2 separate regions of the Canis lupus genome follow, and region 1 is linked to region 2. Evidence: chromatin contacts called from public Hi-C data. All regions are on one chromosome and are shown on one strand. Each heading gives the region's core, a stretch centred on a gene start, on an enhancer-like site or on the middle of the called end of the contact. The rest is flanking DNA. Distances are from core to core; before and after follow the strand shown. Region 1 holds the start of PRMT2 (protein arginine N-methyltransferase 2). Region 2 holds the start of PCNT (pericentrin).

The links. Hi-C and Micro-C count contacts between places; a contact is called where the count stands out from the background.
Region 1: a Hi-C map of blood shows a contact between it and region 2, with 2.4 times the contacts expected there. The contact joins the promoter of PRMT2 here to the promoter of PCNT in region 2.

The regions. Positions count from the first base shown.
Region 1 is chr31:39,786,812-39,790,378 of UU_Cfam_GSD_1.0, forward strand. PRMT2 (protein arginine N-methyltransferase 2) reads left to right here and starts at 2,242. Exons shown (of 11, transcript XM_038581716.1): 1 at 2,242-2,379. It overlaps LOC106558111 (a long non-coding RNA gene), which reads right to left and starts at 2,257. Exons shown (of 3, transcript XR_005382480.1): 1 at 2,079-2,257; 2 at 1,710-1,865; 3 at 1,071-1,588.
Region 2 is chr31:39,557,259-39,560,744 of UU_Cfam_GSD_1.0, forward strand. It overlaps PCNT (pericentrin), which reads left to right and starts at 2,212. Exons shown (of 50, transcript XM_038581711.1): 1 at 2,212-2,397. The coding sequence starts at 2,341. It overlaps C31H21orf58, which reads right to left and starts at 1,479. Exons shown (of 10, transcript XM_038581159.1): 1 at 1-1,479.

The DNA of each region.
Region 1 (3,567 bases), core at 992-3,491, 230 kb after region 2:
CCTGGGATCGAGTCCCACGTCAGGCTTCCAGCATGGAGCCTGCTTCTCCCTCTTCCTGTCTCTCTCTCTCTCTCTCTCTCTCTCTGTGTGTCTCATGAATAAATAAATAAAATCTTAAAAAAAAAAGCAGGGGCCAAACATTTTTCCATACTGGCTGTACTATTTTATACTTCCTCAGCAATGCATGGTAATTCTGGTTGCCACGTTCATGCCAACATTTGGGTGTGAGTGTTTTTAATTTTAGCTGTTCTGTTTAAAAGTTTCGCACTGGGGTTTTAATTTTCATTTCTCCAAGGATTAACAATGTTTATTACCCACAATTCTTGGAGGGCACGTGCCCAGGGCTGCACAGTGAGGCCGTGGGGCGGGGGCAGGGAGGAGAGGACAGAGTGTGGGCCTGTGGGTCTGCCTTTATTGGGGTCAAGGCTTGTGGCCTAGGGTTTCAAGGGTTCAATCTTTACTGGTGAATTTGAAGCATGAAAGTAGGAATTAATTGCAGGAAAGGAAACGAAGTGATCAAAAGTTCAGGTCAACTAGTGCTTTTTTAAAAAGAAATTCATGCGTGGGTGGCCTCATGGCTTCTCATCTGGTGTGTAGCTGGCAATGTGTTTCCTAGGGATGGATGTCTGTGAAGCGATGCCTTGGCAATCAAAAGCTTACATTATAAAAATTACATTATAAAAAGGTAATTACAACACTATACGTGGGTTTTAACTATATATATGTGTCTATATATTTTAAAGATTTTATTTTAGAGATAGGGAGAGCAAGCGGGAAGGGGGAGGCAGTGGGCAAGGGACAAGCAGACTCCACCTTGAGTGCAGAGCCTCATGTGGGGCTTGATCCTACAACCCTGACATCATGACCTGAGCCGAAAACACCCAGCTGACCAAGCCGACCAGTCACCCTACACGGGTTTTTTAACAAGTTCATTTCTAATGTTTTGCTCCTAGCCAAAAAACAATACACTTCTTTTTCTTTATGATTTTATTTATTTGAGAGAGAGACAGTGAGGAGGGAGACAGAGAGAGAGAATCTGAAGCAGACTCCACACTGAGCATAGAGCCGGACACAGGGCTTGATCCCGTGACCCTGAGATCAGGACCTGAGCTGACACCGAGAGTCAGATGTTCAACAGGCTGAGCCACCAGGCGCCTCTAAAGAAATACACTTATTTTCCTATGTCGATCTTTATCCTACAATCTTGCTAAATGCACCTATGTATTCTAATCGTTCCGTGATTCCTTAGGCTGTTTTGTGCAAACAACCTGCTCAGCTGTGAAGGCACACAATTTTGTTCTGACAGTTATTCCTTTTAGTTACTGCTTCACTAGCCTACTACTGTGCTGGCCGGGATTCCCTAAAAAATGTTGAGTACAAGTAGTGAAAGTGGAAACATCTGCTTTTTTTTTTTTTTTAATATTTTATTTATTTGAGACAGAGAGAGCGGAAGATGGGGCTAGGAGCCGACGTGGGGGGCTCATCCCAGGGCCCGAGGGTCACGACCTGGGCCCAAGGCAGAGGCTGAGCCACCCGAGCCCCCGGGTGCCCCCTTTGCAGCTTGACGGGATGAGCACTGGGTGTTATTCTGTATGTTGGCAAATTGAACACCAATAAAAAATAAATTGATTATTAAAAAAAAAAAAAAAAAAGAAAGCCCGACCCTCACTGTCCCCTGGTGCCCTGCTGGTCTGCACGGTGACCCCGACCTGCTCTCCCGGGACCGCAGCGCCCCCACCTGCAGCCCCGGGCGGCCCGCGGGGGCGACGCTGACGTCACCCCATCTCAACCTCAGCCTCCTCTGGGCGAAATGACGTCACCGCGGCCTCCAGTTGTCACGGGAGCAGATGACCAAGTAGTTCTCACTGCACAGCAGAGACGGGAAGATTGAATTATTACCGAAAAGCAGAAGTAGGTCCTGCTCCAGAACCCTGGAGCCACCCACAATGTCACCCACGATCCTCACGCTAGGGTGGGCCGGCCCCGCGCCCCCACCCTGCGGGCCCCGCCCACCCCAGGCCCCGCCCACCTGCCCCTCAGGCCCCGCCCCTCTGTCCCGGCCCCGGCCCCGCCCGAACCGCAGCGTCGGCGCGCACGAAGGCGGGCCCGTGGAGTGCGCCTGCGCGGGGCGCTGGTCCCCAAGCCAGGGCCTTTGCCAGGACGGGCCTGAGTGACTGCGCCTGCGTGCGGCCGAAGGCGGTGGTTCCGTTCTCCCGACGAAGGAGCCAGTACGACTGCGCAGGCGCGGGGCGCGGGGCCCAGGGAGGGGCTGCGTCCGCGGCCGGCCGGCCCGTACTGCGCCTGCGCGGGCCGAGGGCGGCGGCTCGGGCTGCTGGTCGGCGCTGTCCGCCCGTGCGCCCCGGCGAGAAGGCGGCTGAGGTAGGTTTCCCGCGGGCCGCTCGGCGGCTGCACCGCGCTGGGGCGGGACGTGCCGAGCGAGCGCTTCCTGGGCGTGTGCGCTGCCGGCGCCCCAGGCCGCGGCCCCGGGAAGACCCCCAGCCTCCCGCCTGCGAGCCGGGCGCTGCGGCGGCTGACCGCGGGCTCCGGGACCGCCGGCCACGCCCCTCCCGGCCCCGCCCCGCCCTCCGGCCCCGCCCCCGCCCCGCCCCGCGGCGCCGCGCCTCTCCCCGGCCACGCCCTCCCCGAGCCGCGCCCCCGCCCGCCCGCCCGCCGCGCCCCTGCCCCCCAGGCTTCCCGCCCCGCCGCTAGTCCCCGGGTGTCCCGGTGATCCTCCCCCGCGGGCGGCTGACCTGGCTGGCCTGGCCCGCCCTGCCCGCGCCCCCAGCCCGGCCCGGCTCCGTCCCCCCTCGGCCGCCCCCCCCCCTCCCGGCCCGGCCTCCCTCCTCCCGTTGGCCCCCAGGCCTGGCCCGGGCTCCGTACCTACTACCTCCGCCACCCCCCACGGCCCCAGCCCGGCCCAGGCTCCCTCCTCCCCGCCCCGGGCCCCCCAACCCCCCTCGGCCCACGCACCCCCGGGCCCCCAGCCCGGCCCAGGCTCCCTCCTCCCATTGGCCCCCGAAGCCCGGCTCGGGCTCCGCCCACCCCCGTCCCCGCCCCCGCCCCCGCCCCCGCCCCCGCGCGCGCCTAGGAGGATGCTCTGTGCACGTGTAGCGTTTGCGGCTGACCTTGATAACCCCCGCTGGGTGTTTTGCCTGCAGAACCGGGTCTATTCAAGACTGGCAGGGGCCGCGCGTGGTGGCCGCCCATTGGCCGGGCTGTTGCCGGGCAGGAGGAAAACCTTCCTTCCCCCGCGGCTCGGCCTCCGCCCGCTGGGTGTGCGCGCAGCTCCCCAGCCCGACTCCCGCCTCCGTCCTAAACGACGCTCTTCTCTTGACTTTTATGTTGTAGTTACAGCTGTCCCAGAAGTGAGTATTAAGTCTCCATCAGTGAGGCATGCATTTCAAACAGAATCGTTTGTGTGATAAAAACACGTTCATCTTGGAGCACAGTATGGATTGCACTGTCCTTGGGGAAAAAATGAGAACTGAGAACGAGAGGCGAGAAGCCTCTGCAAGATGTGCACTTCGGTGCCCATTACTGGAAACACTCGGAAGCCCCAGATGGTCT
Region 2 (3,486 bases), core at 962-3,461:
TCAGATCCAACAATAACGTAGTCTGGAAGGACCACGGAAATGTTTCTGGGGTGCTAGGGAACATAGGGTGGGAACCCACCCTGCGTGGGAAGACGGCCACGTGCCCCACGGAGTTCCGAATGTACGCTCACGTGAAGGCTGGGACTGAGGCTTGGATCCAGGACTGCAACCGCTCTTGGGAAGTCGATCCAGCGCTCGGCGCCGTCGGCTGGACCCCTGGCCCAGAGCCCACGCACTCACCCGCTCCACCCGCCGAATCCTGCAAGCGAAGGCTGGAGGCTGCACTAACCAAAGGGCCGTGGTCGGCCTCAGGAGGAGGAACGCTTGCCGGCGGTGGACTTGCCAGCACGGTGTGCGGGAGATCGGTCGGTCCACGTTGTGGTTGCTTTTGACTGCACAGCGTCACAGGGTGGGAGACCCGCTTGTGTCCACGGCTGCCACTACTGCGCGCTAATGGGAGGGCATCATCCTCACGCGTCCCGTGTCAGGGAGCAAGCAGGAGGCACACGGCCTGCACACGGTCTTTCCGAGTCCAGGTGCAGGAGCCGGTGAGCGGGGCAGCAGGCCCCCCGGGGGCCCAGAACAAGGCTGCGCACCGCAGTCCTGCTTTCTGTGCCCCTTTGTCTCTGCCGCAGGCCACCTGAGGTCGTGTCACCCTACCCTGCTCTAGACGGGCCCCGCCTGCAGCAGCGGCGTCTGCATTTCCCACGGCCGCGGGAGCCCAGCGGTGGTGTCCTGCGTCTCCTCCCCACGTGGGTGCCCCCACCTTGTCCGTGTCACCGGCCTGAGCTCTGCGGTTCCCCAATCCTGCGACAAACACGGTGCTGTTCTAGGTTGATACCGCGCGGGGGGCGGGCAGGGGTTCGCTCTCATTTTTCCATTTCACCCTAAACGGCATCTCCATCAGGAATGAGAAGAGTTAAAACGAGACCGAGAGCGTGAAGCCCGTTTAGACAGGATCGGCCCTCGGTGAAAGCCCAAGCATGGACGGTCTGGCGACAGCAACACGACACCGGGTGAGACGCGCGGAGTTGCTGGTGGGTCCATCAGCTTCCATGGAGCTGCGCAGCCGACCGAGGGCTGGGAATAGGGCCCTGCGCTGTTCCCCGCTGGACAAGCAGCTTCAAGCCAAGTCTGAGGCCGAGGAGCAGTGATTTCACGAGACTGGACTCCCACGCAGACCGCGAATGCACAACCAGAGCTGTCTTCCCCTTTTTTCTTTGAAAATTTTAAGACTTTACTCTTCAAAGACTTATTTGCTTTAAAGAGCGCGCGGGGGCAGCGTGTCCAGCTGAGTCCCCTCTGAGCAGCAGCCGCGCTGGGGCTGGAGCCCGGGCCGAGTGACGTCAGGAGTGGGAGGCTGACCCCACCGCCCCCCAGGGCCCCCCCTGACCCCGGGGGTCAAGGCTGCGGGCCGGTCCCTGGGGAGCCCCGGATAGATGCCGCGGCCTGGCCCGCTCCCTCCCAGGGTCCCCCCATCCCCCCCTGACCCCGAGGTCAAGGCGCGGCCTGGCCCGCCCCCCCCAGGGTCCCCCCATCCCCCTCTGACCCCGGGGACAAGGCGCGGCCCGGCCTGTCCCCCCCCCAGGGTCCCCCCATCCCCCTCTGACCCCGGGGTCAAGGCGCGGCCCGGCCTGTCCCCCCCGGGGTCCCCCCATCCCCCCCTGACCCCGGGGTCAAGGCTGCGGGCCGGTGCCCACTCCGCCCGGAAGCGCGTCCCCAGGGAGGAGAGTCCCCGCCCCGCCCCCCCGCGCGGCCGCAGCGCGGTCCAGGGGTCACACGGGGGCGGCGCCCGGGGAACCGGAGTTCGGCTCCCGCCACCGCCCACCGAGGGGCCCTCCGCGCGGCCCGCGAGCTCCGGGCCTGGCTCCCTGGCGCCGACCGGCAGCTCCGGGGGGACCCGACGGGGGACACGACCGCCCAAGGGCCCCGCAGCCCGCGCCGGGAAGCCGCCCTCCGCGCCCGCGCCCGCAGCTGCGACGCCCTCTTCAAATCCGACCAATCACAGAGGGCTCCGAGGCCTTCGCGCCCCGCCATTGGCCCCGCTGGGAGGCGGGGCCTTCATCCCGCCAATGGGAGGCCAGCTGCCGGCAGGGGCGGAGTCCCGTGTGGACCGCCCCGCCCCGACTGCGCGTGCGCGAGGGCAGGACCACGGCGCCCCTGATTGGCTGCGGGGCGGACGGCGCACGCTGGGGGCGGAGCCGGGCTCACGTCTGCGTGACAGTTGTCGCGGGGGGAGGGCGAGCCCGGACTAGGGGGAGGGAGTGTAAATAGAGCGGAGGGCGGCGGCGTGTGGACCCCGTGCCCTCTCGGGGGGCCCGCGGGAAACCCCGGAGGGAGATGGACGAAGATGAGCAAGAGCAGCGGCGCAGAAAGGTGGAGGCCGGGAGAGCGAAGGTAAACGGCGGCGCCTCCTCCTGCTCCTCCTCCCGCTGTCCCAGCGCGGGTTCCCAAGGGCAGGTCCCGGCGACGGCTGCCGTCCCCTGCGAGGAGCGATGCGGTGCGCCGGGGACCGCCGCCAAGGCCTTGCCCTTCCCGCCGACTCGGCTGGAAGCCGCCTCCTGACCGCCGCCATCTTGAATCCGCCGCCCTCTGCCCGGCCCCGCCCCCGTGGCGGCCGCAGCCAATCACCAGCTGGGGACGTACGTGGGGGGTGGGACTCCCGCGCGTGGAGGCCGGGCGCGGGGCATGCCGGGATTCGCGGGGCTGCGCCTGTGCGCGGGGCGGGGAAACGCTAGGCCGGGAGGGGCGTGGCCTCAGGAGCTGCCCCGCCCCCCGCTAGCGCCGCGGCCTCCTCCTACTGGACACTATCTGCAGATTTTTGCTGTACCTGGAATTATGCAGCTTTTTTTTTTTTTTTTTTTTAACGTCTGGAAGTCTTGGAGTGTTGGTGCGGGGGCACCTGAAGTGTTGACATTGCACGGGGCCTGCCGCTTCCCCTTCCCTGGGGCCCAGGTGAGGGGGGGCCCTGCTGCAGCGGCCCCTCGGGCTGGCCTTCCTGGCGGGGCCCCACCCCTGACCGAGGCGCCTGTGGGTGCCCTGGGAGCTGCGGCAGGTGGCAGGCCCTGTGGGGCAGGGCTGAGCGCGGGGTCGGTGTCACCTGTTGGCAGGTAGAGCCGCGTGAAGGTGCGGTGTTGGGGTTGGCAGTGGCCGGACACTGGGGTTTGACACAGACCGGGTCACCGGAGATGCTCTGCAGGAGCATCCTTTGAAGGAGCCCATCGCAGCCCGCCGTGGCCTGACAGCAGCGTCTCGTGGCAACAGGCAGGGGACAGGGTGGCCTTGTGCAGCCTTCTTGCGAAGAAGAGACGTGGACTGGGGTTCAAAGAGGGAGGTGGTGGCTGGCAGGTGCCCGGCACCAACACGGGCGGGAGATGAAGAGGAGCTGGAGTTGAATACTTGGCATGTGTTCCTCCTCCCCCTCCCCCCTCCCCGCCCCCACCTGCAGTAAAGGTGCATGGAGGGGTGACGAGGAAGGGTCACCTT